2 separate regions of the Sus scrofa genome follow, and region 1 is linked to region 2. Evidence: chromatin contacts called from public Hi-C data. All regions are on one chromosome and are shown on one strand. Each heading gives the region's core, a stretch centred on a gene start, on an enhancer-like site or on the middle of the called end of the contact. The rest is flanking DNA. Distances are from core to core; before and after follow the strand shown.

Region 1 (4,837 bases), core at 1,269-3,768, 93 kb after region 2:
GCCCCTCCCTTGGCCACTGCGAGCTGGGCTGAGTAATCAGGAGCTCCTGCCCTGGACTCTGGGTCTCAGGCAAGTGAAGTCAAGGTGAGGGGTGGGCACTCACTGGGAGGCAGGGCTGTGGCGTCCTTCTATTTTCTTGAGGGCCGCACCCACAGCATACGGAGGTTCCCAGGCTAGGGGTCGAGTTGGAGCTACAGTCACCGGCCTACACAGCAAGGCCAGGGATCGAACCTGCAACCTCACGTTCCTAGTTGGATTCGTTAACCACTGAGCCATGATGGGAACTCCTTGAGGAGTGAATTAATTACAGGTGAGGCAAAGCATGAGCTGCTGGCCCCACCTCGCCCCCAGCCCTGGGAGGCAGAGACACTGAAGGCCTCCCACCCACCTGTGGCTCATTCCTCCCCCAGCACAGCTGGGAGGGGAGGTGGCCACAGTCCCTGTCCCCCAACCCTGGGCCAGCTCCACTTTGGAGCCTCGGCCACGTGCAGCCACTACAACAAATGGCTCTTCGATTCAGAGGCTCAATGGGCTTTCAGGTATCACCTAACCCAGGGTTCTCAGTCTTTGGGGGATTTAAACAAGCGATGGACTTGTACCCAAGTAACATACACATTTGCACACTCGCTACACACACACACACACACACACACACACACGCAACTGTGCAGGCAGTTTCAGAATACGCATGGACCACAGGTTAAGACCCAACTCTAAGCCAATGTCTCTTCTGCTGTGTCTCTGATGAGGAAACTCAGAGGCCAGCTTGCTGCGGTCTCATCCGAGTGCTTCCCCAACGCTTGCAGCTCTCCTTCGGGCACATGGCAGGAACACTCGGCCAGGTGCCTGGTGTCGCCTCCGGTGGAAGCCCTGAAGAGCCCGTGCGCTATTTAGTAGGGTCCCTTCCCCCAGCCTGCTGACCAGAAACATCCAGATGGTGCATGCTCCCAGCTGACCCAGGATGGACACGCACTCCGAGTGGGAAACAGTCCCATGCTGTTCCAAGCCACTTAGAATGTGGGGCTGTGTTACCGCAGCCTAGAACGAGCTGGCACGCTCTGCTTCCTGTCCCTTTTTCCCATGGCGGGTCCCTCCCAGCAGGAACGCACTGCCTCCAGCCCCTCGCTCCCTCAACCATCTGCCTTTTGGGTCTCACCCGACATGCCGGTGTCTTAGTGGTGCCTGCCCCCGCCCCCCATCACCACGTCAGGTGACGATACCTCATCGAACAGATGACACTGTCCTGTAATCACTGGTCTTCCTCCTCTCCAGCCCGTGGGCTCTGTGAGGTTGGGGACCAAGCATGTCTGACTTATTCACCACTGTGTCCATAAAACTCAGATAAATGTTTGTTGACTGACTGCCTGACTGACTAATGGGATGGATACATGGATAAATGGAAAGGTGGATGGACAGAGGGATGGGTGGAATGATGGACAGATGGTGAACAGACTGGTGGATAAATGGGTGGGCAGGGAGTGGACAGCAGGGGGAATGAAGCGTCAGTATACCTATTCTGTTCACTGAGAACATTTCACACACAGTGAACTTCAAAGAACTAGTCAGCCTTGACGCCCTCTCTTCCCTGCGCCGTATTTGACGAGGGCCCTAGAAGCAGTCTGGGCAGATCTTTCCCGAACACCTCTTGTGCTAAGTGTTGAGGATTTTACATGCAATCTTGCTGATCTTTGCAACACCCAGGGAGACAGGTATCACGGGTCCAGTTTACAGATCAATCTTAAGCCCAGAGAGGGGATCCCAGCTGTCCAAGGCTGCACAGCCTGCTCTCTCCCTACAGCCTGTCTTCCCTACCGCTGGGTTCCCAGGAACTGGGCTGGGAAATCTGAAAGCATCATGCGGGTGGAGGGGTGGGGCCTCCTGGTGCCAGTTCCGATCACCAGGAGGCCCCACCCCTCGAACCAGAGGGTGGGCCAGAACTTTCCTCCAGAAGAGGGGGGTGACCTTCGGTGTGGCCACTGCCCCCTCACAGACATGTCCCCTGTCGAAGCCAGAGAGGCTGTGACAAGCGTGGGCCGTCCAGCTCCTTCCTCTAGTTTCTAATCTAGTTCAGAAGGACAGAGGCCATGGGGGCAGGGGGACCTCTAGAACCCCAGGCATCTCTCAGTGGCTTCCCAGGAAAGGGAGAGGGGAGCGGGCCCGGGGACAGAGTGGGTTTCTGCAGTGTCACTACCCTGACGTGTGATGGCTGAGCCTGGATGACCCGGGCCCACGGGACTCAGGGCCTGGCTCCAAGTCCTGGGGGTCACTTGAGGGAGCCTGGGCAAGAGAGCCCCTGGAAGTGGGCAGGCCTGCCCAGGCGGCAGGACTTCTCCTGGTGATAAATCTTTCGAATACTCAAAGGGCCTCGTTCCAGGCAAATTCCGCCTAATTTCCTCTTCGAAAGTTGCCAAGTTCTCCCTCATTGTTGTATTGTCTCGAGAGGTGAGAAAAACAGCTGAGGGTGCCCCGTGGGTGACTGTTCCCAGGTTCTCCTTCCCGCCCAGCTTCTTAGGGAAAAAACAGCACGTGCTTTACAGGCCGGAAAGGTCTTTCTCTCCGGCTTCCAGTAAGAAGGGAACCCGCCCTGTCCCTGCCCCGCCGCCCCCACCCCCGCCAGCGTTTGGGGTAAACAGTTGCCTGGCCTCCCCAGGGCTTCTGGGAACGGCAAGGAGAGCGGGCCTCAGAAGTCACTGCAGGAAGTGGCCGCAGCAGCGCCTCCGGGGAAAGGAGGGAGCCCTTGATCTCGACCCGCCCGGACCCTTGTTTTACAAGCAGTGGACTCCGTCCACCTCTTACGAAGAGGGGGAAACCCACGTAGGAGGCAGAGATCCCTGGAAGAGGACCCGCCACCGAACGCGCGGCTCTTAATCCCGCTGGGCAGCCCCCACCCGCGCGGGCTGGCAAGGAGCACCCCGGTGCTTCTGCCACACGTTTCTGCACTTGCGGCGCTACTCCTCAGAGCCAAGGGCCAGCAGAAAGGGCATTCAGGGAAGAAAGAAGATACACAGGTCCTTTCTGCACCCAGGGCTCTAAAAACACGGCATTAGGGAGCTCACACCGAAATACACAAAGCATCGAGACACACACCCACTGGACCCAGGCTGGAGGGCTGGCGCCGTTGTCTGGCGACGGGACCTGCTGGCGTGTTGCTCGGTGTCTCGGGCAAGAGAGGGGGCACGACTGCCCGAGAGCATTTCTTAACCTGCTGGTGATGCAGGCAGGTTAGCTCCCCGGGGGTCTGGGGGAAGAATGGACTCAAACTCTCACCAGGCAGCTGGGAGAGGGGCGGGGGCGGGGGGACAGGAGAGGAGAGAGGGGAGAACTGAGTCAGGAAACACAGAGGAACGCGCTCGGGTGGAGAGAGGCCTGGAAAGACGGCAGAGAAAACAAACTACAGGACAGGAGACGGGCCGCGCGTCTCAGGAGACGGAGAGAGGGCAGAGGGGAGGGGTGGAGAGAGCGCGGCAGGGAGAGACACGCAAAGAGACTCACGTGGGGACGGGGAAGCTGAGAGAGACAGAGAGGCCGGGCAGATCCCCGCGCCCCGACAGCACCCTACGGCCAGCACAGCCACACCAGGCGCAGCAGGACGGAACCCACTCAGGGATGCTGGAGTCCTACAGCCGCCCCTGTATCCTGAGGCTATTTCCCGTTGGGGGGTGGGGTGGGAGGCGGTGTCCGGAGCTTAGGGTCAAAGCGAACAGCCCTGGGGTCACATCCTGTGTGTGATGGAAACGCTCTCTACCTGCACTGGCCACAACCGTAGCCACTGTCTACACCTGGCTACTGAACACTCGGAACAGGGCCAGGGGACCGAGAAACTGCCCTCTTGAGTCAATAAATTTGAATGCAAACAACCCTACGTGGCTCTTGGCTGCAGCACAGTTCAAGGCACCCTCATCCTCTACTGATGGAGAAGGTGGGGGGCAGCTCCATCAGCCTTGCCCTCCGAGCACACCTGGCTGCCTCTGTCCTCACCCTCCGCGCCTCCCCTCCAAGGGAGGACGGCTCTGGGGCCTGTCACGTGAATCAGGACAAGCCAGCTGACCATCATCACAGCGCTTAAGGGGCGCCCTGCCTGGCACCTGAGGGCACCACCCTGGGCCCCATGCGCCCCCAGGCCCCCCCATAACCATGCGGACCTCCCAGCCCACAGCCCATCTCTCGGATGATTTGGAACCTGCTTATATAACAAGAAGGCCACACGCCGCCCATGAATCACAGGAGGGAGGAGGGTGACAACAAGAAGGAAGCAAGGTAAAGTGGTGACAGTGTCAGCGAGGGAGAGACCGAGGGGCAGGGGCAGAGGCAGAGCTGCACCCACCTGGGCCTCCCTGGGCGACGGGCAAAGGCTGCGTCTGCTTCTCACCCGGCTCCGAGTCCCGCTCTGAATCCCAGGAGCCGCCAGCCTCCTCCTCCTCCCCCTCCTCCTGCGATCCTGCTCCAGCCTCTGGCTCCACGGGAGCAGGGGGCAGCGAGGGGGGGCCTGGAGCAGCTGCAGGCCTAGCCGCCCATCAGCACGGCAGGGGGAGCTCTGACTCGAGGCCAGGCAAGTCAGCAGCGCCGGCCCGCGGCCACGGCCTGCATTAAAGGGACATTCTGGTGCTGACCAGTGACCTACATCCTCCAAGCCTCACTGCCCTCCCCGGGGCAGGTGATGCCCAGACCTTCCTCGGGGGTACAGTGACCCTCCAGCGCCAGAAGCCGCTGCTGGTGGAGCGATTGCTGCACCCAGGGAGCTGTTCCACTCACAGATCCAGCGCCCCACAACCAGGGCGATCCCCCTGCGGTCCCCTCTACCCCTCAGGAGTTTTCAATGGCTCCCCATGGCCCTCAG
Region 2 (4,782 bases), core at 303-2,802:
AGCACACGCGTGTACCAAAAAAAAAAAAAAAAAAAAAAAAAAAATCCTGTCATTTCAGTCAACAAAGTTGCCATCAAGCCATCAGCTAATGATGCATCTTTTTTTTCTTTTTTTTCCCTTTTTTTAGGGCTACACCCATGGCATATGGAGGTTCCCAGGCTAGGGGCTGAATCCGAGCTGTAGCTGCCGGCCTACGCCAGAGCCAGGGCAACGCGGTATCTTAGCCTCATCTGGGACCTACAGCAATGCTGGATCCTTAACCCACTGAGTAAGGCCAGGGATCGAATCCACAACCTCATGGATCTCAGTCAGGTTCATTAGCCACTGAGCCACGAAGGGAACTCCTAATGATGCACCTTGAGGGGAATCGGGGCTGGAGAAAAACAGGGTACTTGGCCCTAGAGAGTTAAGGATGCCTATCAAAGGAATGATTTCATCAAGCCCAGACTCCAGCATCTCCCCATACATAGAAAGGCACCAAAATCATTAATTTACAATGTCCGGTTTGAGCGATTAGCAGTAGTCTTTTATAATCTCTCTACTATATGTTTTTGCTTCTTTTCCTCCCCCCGCCCGCAAAACTCCTGTGTATCCTGGCTCCTCCATGTCCCCTAAGGACAGTCCCTCAGCGCTGAGAGGCTGCCTTCTTGGCCTCAGTCATGGCCTCACATAAAACAACTCCCAAATTCTAGCTAGTGCTTTTGTGCTTTTTTTTTTTTTTTTAATCAGCACCTCCGTGGCCAGCCAACAATGACCAGACAAGGTCAAGGACAAAAACACTTTAGTCCGCATCTACCTTCAAGCTTTCTTTCCCCCCCACCCCACTTAGGAGGAGGTAGGGACTCAGGAAGGGGAAGAGGCATGAAATGAAGGTGAAATTTAAGTTCTCAAGTAGCCTGGACATTTTGCTACCAAAGGTGTCTTTAAGAAACTGGAGGAAGTCTCTCGTGCCACCGCGGTGGCTTGGGTTCAGTCCCCGGCCCGGGGAACCTCCAGAAAAAGAAAGAGAAATTGGAAAGAAGGCCATCGGGAAACAAGATTTAGAGACAAAGAGAACCGCGTTTCCCCGGCAGGCTCCATCCCTGTGCAGGGGGCCAGCTCCCCTCGCTGGGTCCGGGCTGAGGATCCCAGGAGCTGGCAGTGTTCGGAGGCCTCGGGAAAGGTTCCTTAACCAAGGGCCATTAGAGATAAAACAACGGCGCTAGGAGTGTGGGGGCGCGGGGGGGCCGCTACTGGGGGAAGGGCCGCGGAGGAGGCCGGAGCCGTTTTACGCCAAGGCATCTCCCTGACTGCAAGAGAGGAGATGTGTCTGGTCGACGGGCTTCGGGGTGCGGATGGAGGGTTGGAGGGAGCCCCTCCTGGTACTGGCACCCTGCCCTCTCGCGGGCCGCCCTCGGGGGCAGAGCCATAGGCCTGGGGGGTGGGGGTGGGGTCCAGGGCTGTCTCGCAGCTTCCCTCAACCCCGCAGAGCCGTCCCCGCCAGCCCGAGGGTCTCCTGAAGCTGCAACACGTGCGGATGGCAGCGGGGGTCTCCATGGCAACACTGACGTCACGGGCCCGGAGTCCCCGAACGCTGCCTTCCGCCCCCAGCTCGGCCTGGTGCAACCCCAGCCTCGTTCTGCAGCAGCTGGGACATCTGGGGCGTTAGAGCTGCTGCCCTGCCCTCCTCTCGGTCTTGTCCTGGCCACTAGAGGCAGACAGGTGTGCACTGAGCCAGAAAGGTGTGAGCCGAGCCAGCCGCCTTCCGATCCCGGCTTCCTCCCGGCCCTTTGTCCTCAGCCCGCTCTCCGCCGGCTGCTGGCGAAGCAGCCTTTACTTCCTGTTTCAGTAACAGGAAGCTCCCTCCCGGGGAGAAAGCACATTTTAAGAGAATGCGGGAGGAGGAGCTAGGTCCCTCCCACCTCAACCTCTGCTCCCTCTGGTCCCTTCCACTGAAAGCCCAGGGCTTATGGAAACTACTCCCAAATTATCATATCCCCCTTCCCCAAGACTCAGCCTCTGCTCTGGAACCTTCTACTGCGAGGACTAGGACCTAAGGGGCCCTGCCTGTCTCTCCTGCTGCCAGGGACCCCACACTTCTGCCTCCTAAGAGTCTGTTCCTTCCAAGGCCAGACACTGCCTCAGGGCCTCCGCCCTTGCCCTTCCTCTGCCTGGATGGCTGTTCCCTCCTCCATCTCCCTCCCGGCTGGCCATTTTGGGCTCGCTCCATTTTAGCTCTGTGCACCACTGTTGTGTGCTTACAGGTTTGTGGGAGCTCCCTGGTGGCTGAGCAGGTTAAGGATCTGGTGTTGTCACTGCTGTGGCTCAGATCGCTGCCAGAGCTCGGGTTCAATCCCTGGCCTGGAAACTTTCTCATGCCATGAGTGCAGCCAAAAAAAAAAGCTGTGTGGGATTATTTGTCTAATGGCTGCCTCTTCCCTGACTGTATGCAGTGGAGGCAGTGTGCCAGGCACACAGGAGGTGCTTAATGTATACTTTTTTTAAAAAACTGGCTTATTGAGACATAATTCACATACCATACAATCCACCTAAGTCAAGTGTACATATGGTTTTTAGCTTATTTACAGAGCTGTGCAGGCAACACCACAGTCGATGTTAGGTGTTGTCATCACTAAAAAGAAACCTCTACCCCGCAGCTCTCACTGGCCTTTCCCCGACCCCTCGGCCCTAAGCAACTCTTAGCTGACTTTCTGCCACCATACATTTCCTGTGCTGGACGCTCAGATGGCTGGAGTCTTATAATTTGTGGACCTGACCATCTTTCACTCAGCAGCGTTTTCAAGGTTCTTGCTCAGTGAATGAATGAAGGGGTGTCTGAATGGAAGGCTATGGGAAGCGGAGGAGAGGGGCTCTCCTGGGTGGGATGATGGGCACTGGGTGGAAGGACCTGGGTCTGTTATGGGATCCACATCTCACAGGGCACAGACTCTGAGTGAGACAGTGGCTGAGCCGCCCCAGATACACACTTGATTGTCTTCAGCTTGATGTCAAGATTCCAGGCTCGCTGCCCAGCCTCTGACGTTAGATGTAGGTCGGATGGGCAGCCCACCGCCCCTCGTTCGCTTGCAGAGCTGCTTTCCTTTCTTCTTCCTTTTTTTCCCTCTCTTTTTAGGGCCACGCCTGTGGCACATGGAGGTTCCTAGGCTAGGGGTCCAATTGGAGCTGCAGCTGCCTGCTTATGCCACAGCCAGAGCCACGCCAGATCTGAGCTGCTTCTGTGACCTACACCCGCAGCCTGTGGCAATGCTGGATCCTTAACCCACTGAGCAAGACCAGGAATCAAACCCTATCTTCTTGGATATTAGTCGGGATTCTAACCCACTGAGCCACAATGGGAACTCCTTTCTTTGGGTTGGAATTTTTCATTCATTCATTCATACCATGTAAATGCATGGTTATGATCTACAAGTCTTTACCTTAAATATGAATATACTTTGCTTTTCAAAAATCAACTAAAATAGACAAAGGCTTTCCAGGGGGACTTGAGGCCACACCCGTGAACCTGGCGGCTCTGGACATCAGGGCTGCAGGAGCCCCCCACACCCACCAGGGGGTCCAGCCTGGGTGCCTTCCCTGTGTCGGTCCCTCCCAGACAGCTCTGGGGTGGTCTTGAAACGGAGCAGGAGCCTGCGAGCGGCTGCCCTCACCCGACAAGCCCTTCCTGGGTTCCGTTTTTCTTAATTTGTAGGAAATCGGCTTCATTCAGCCTCCTTGACGTTCCCTGACTTCCAAAGGGCAGCCCCGGACAGTTGCTAACCCGGGAAGGGTCAGAACACAGAGACGAGGAGGAGCAGTCAAGAGGCTGCAGCGCAGCCACGGGCCAGGGTCCTGGTTCCTCCTCAAGGAACAGACCTAGCAATACCTTTGAATTCTTCGGCAGGACTAAGGCTCCACCCAGGTGGAGGATGGCAACTTCAGGCTGAGCGCAAGATTCCTGGAGCACCGCCCAGTGACCTCACCACCAACCAATCAGAGCAAAGCCACATGCCCCCGCCCCCAAATTCTGCCTATTAAAAACTTCCTCCAAAAACCCTGGGAGAGTTGGGGAGGGGCATTATTGAGCACAAACTCCGCCCCTGCAGGAAACTGTCCTTGGCTCCGTACTCTGATATTTTCGACTAACTTGTGTTCGGTAACAGCCTCTCAGCATGGCTCCAAGAACACTTGACACATGTGGCTTGCATTCTGTCTCTAAGACGGCACTAGTCTTGAACAGCCACCCACCTGGGGGGACAGCGCCCCCCACCCCATCACCGTGATGGATGCCACTGGAGCTGTAACCATGTGCGACCCTAGGGGGCCTTCCTGGGGCAGGCCCTTGCCCCATATCCTCTGCTTTAGCTCCTCTGAAGTCCCTCCATAAGAGCATCTGAAGTGCATTTCCTGAGTTATTTACACAGGTGAAAATCCATGGGCTTATAGCCCCTGGGCTTCCAGGAGCCTAAGGACTGAGAGCATTACCCATTGTGACTCCGCCCTTGTTACCTCCCATCAGCCAATCAGAGAACTGTGCAACAGCAGATCACTTACCCTGCACCCCCCGCCCCCCAGCCCTGGCTTTTAAAAATGCTTTGCAATTTCGGTTGGGGCTTTTGGGGGAGGTGGGGGCGCGAACCACCCATCTCCTTGCATGGCTCTGAAACAAACCTTTCTCTTTTTGAGTTTGGCCTCACTGTGTGCTGGGTGCATGAACTTGCGCTAACAGACCTCCACCCCCAGCTCAGCAAATCCCCGGGAGCCAGTGCAGATGGAGGTGCAGGGGGAACCCCAGACAGGAGGTGC

The links. A called contact is a pair of places that touch in the nucleus more often than the background predicts.
Region 1: a contact with region 2 is called in a Hi-C map of liver, with 3 times the contacts expected there. The contact joins two enhancer-like sites. A contact is called at or near these places in 16 of 47 Hi-C or Micro-C datasets (alveolar macrophages, blood, embryonic fibroblasts and 9 more) and 2 of 2 datasets of contacts at active chromatin or transcription factors (alveolar macrophages and skeletal muscle).

The regions. Positions count from the first base shown.
Region 1 is chr6:6,734,198-6,739,034 of Sscrofa11.1, forward strand. All of the region lies in intron 2 of CMIP (C-Maf-inducing protein), which reads right to left. Among named protein-coding and RNA genes, the nearest start is that of PLCG2, 130 kb to the left of the region's middle. Within about 2 kb of position 2,519, at least 14 of the 83 cell types and tissues checked have an H3K27ac peak or open chromatin away from gene starts, as enhancers often do. A contact at or near this core is called in liver, retroperitoneal adipose tissue, skeletal muscle and 1 more, where this site is marked.
Region 2 is chr6:6,641,954-6,646,735 of Sscrofa11.1, forward strand. No RefSeq gene overlaps it. Among named protein-coding and RNA genes, the nearest start is that of PLCG2, 41 kb to the left of the region's middle. Within about 2 kb of position 1,553, at least 52 of the 83 cell types and tissues checked have an H3K27ac peak or open chromatin away from gene starts, as enhancers often do. A contact at or near this core is called in liver, retroperitoneal adipose tissue, skeletal muscle and 1 more, where this site is marked.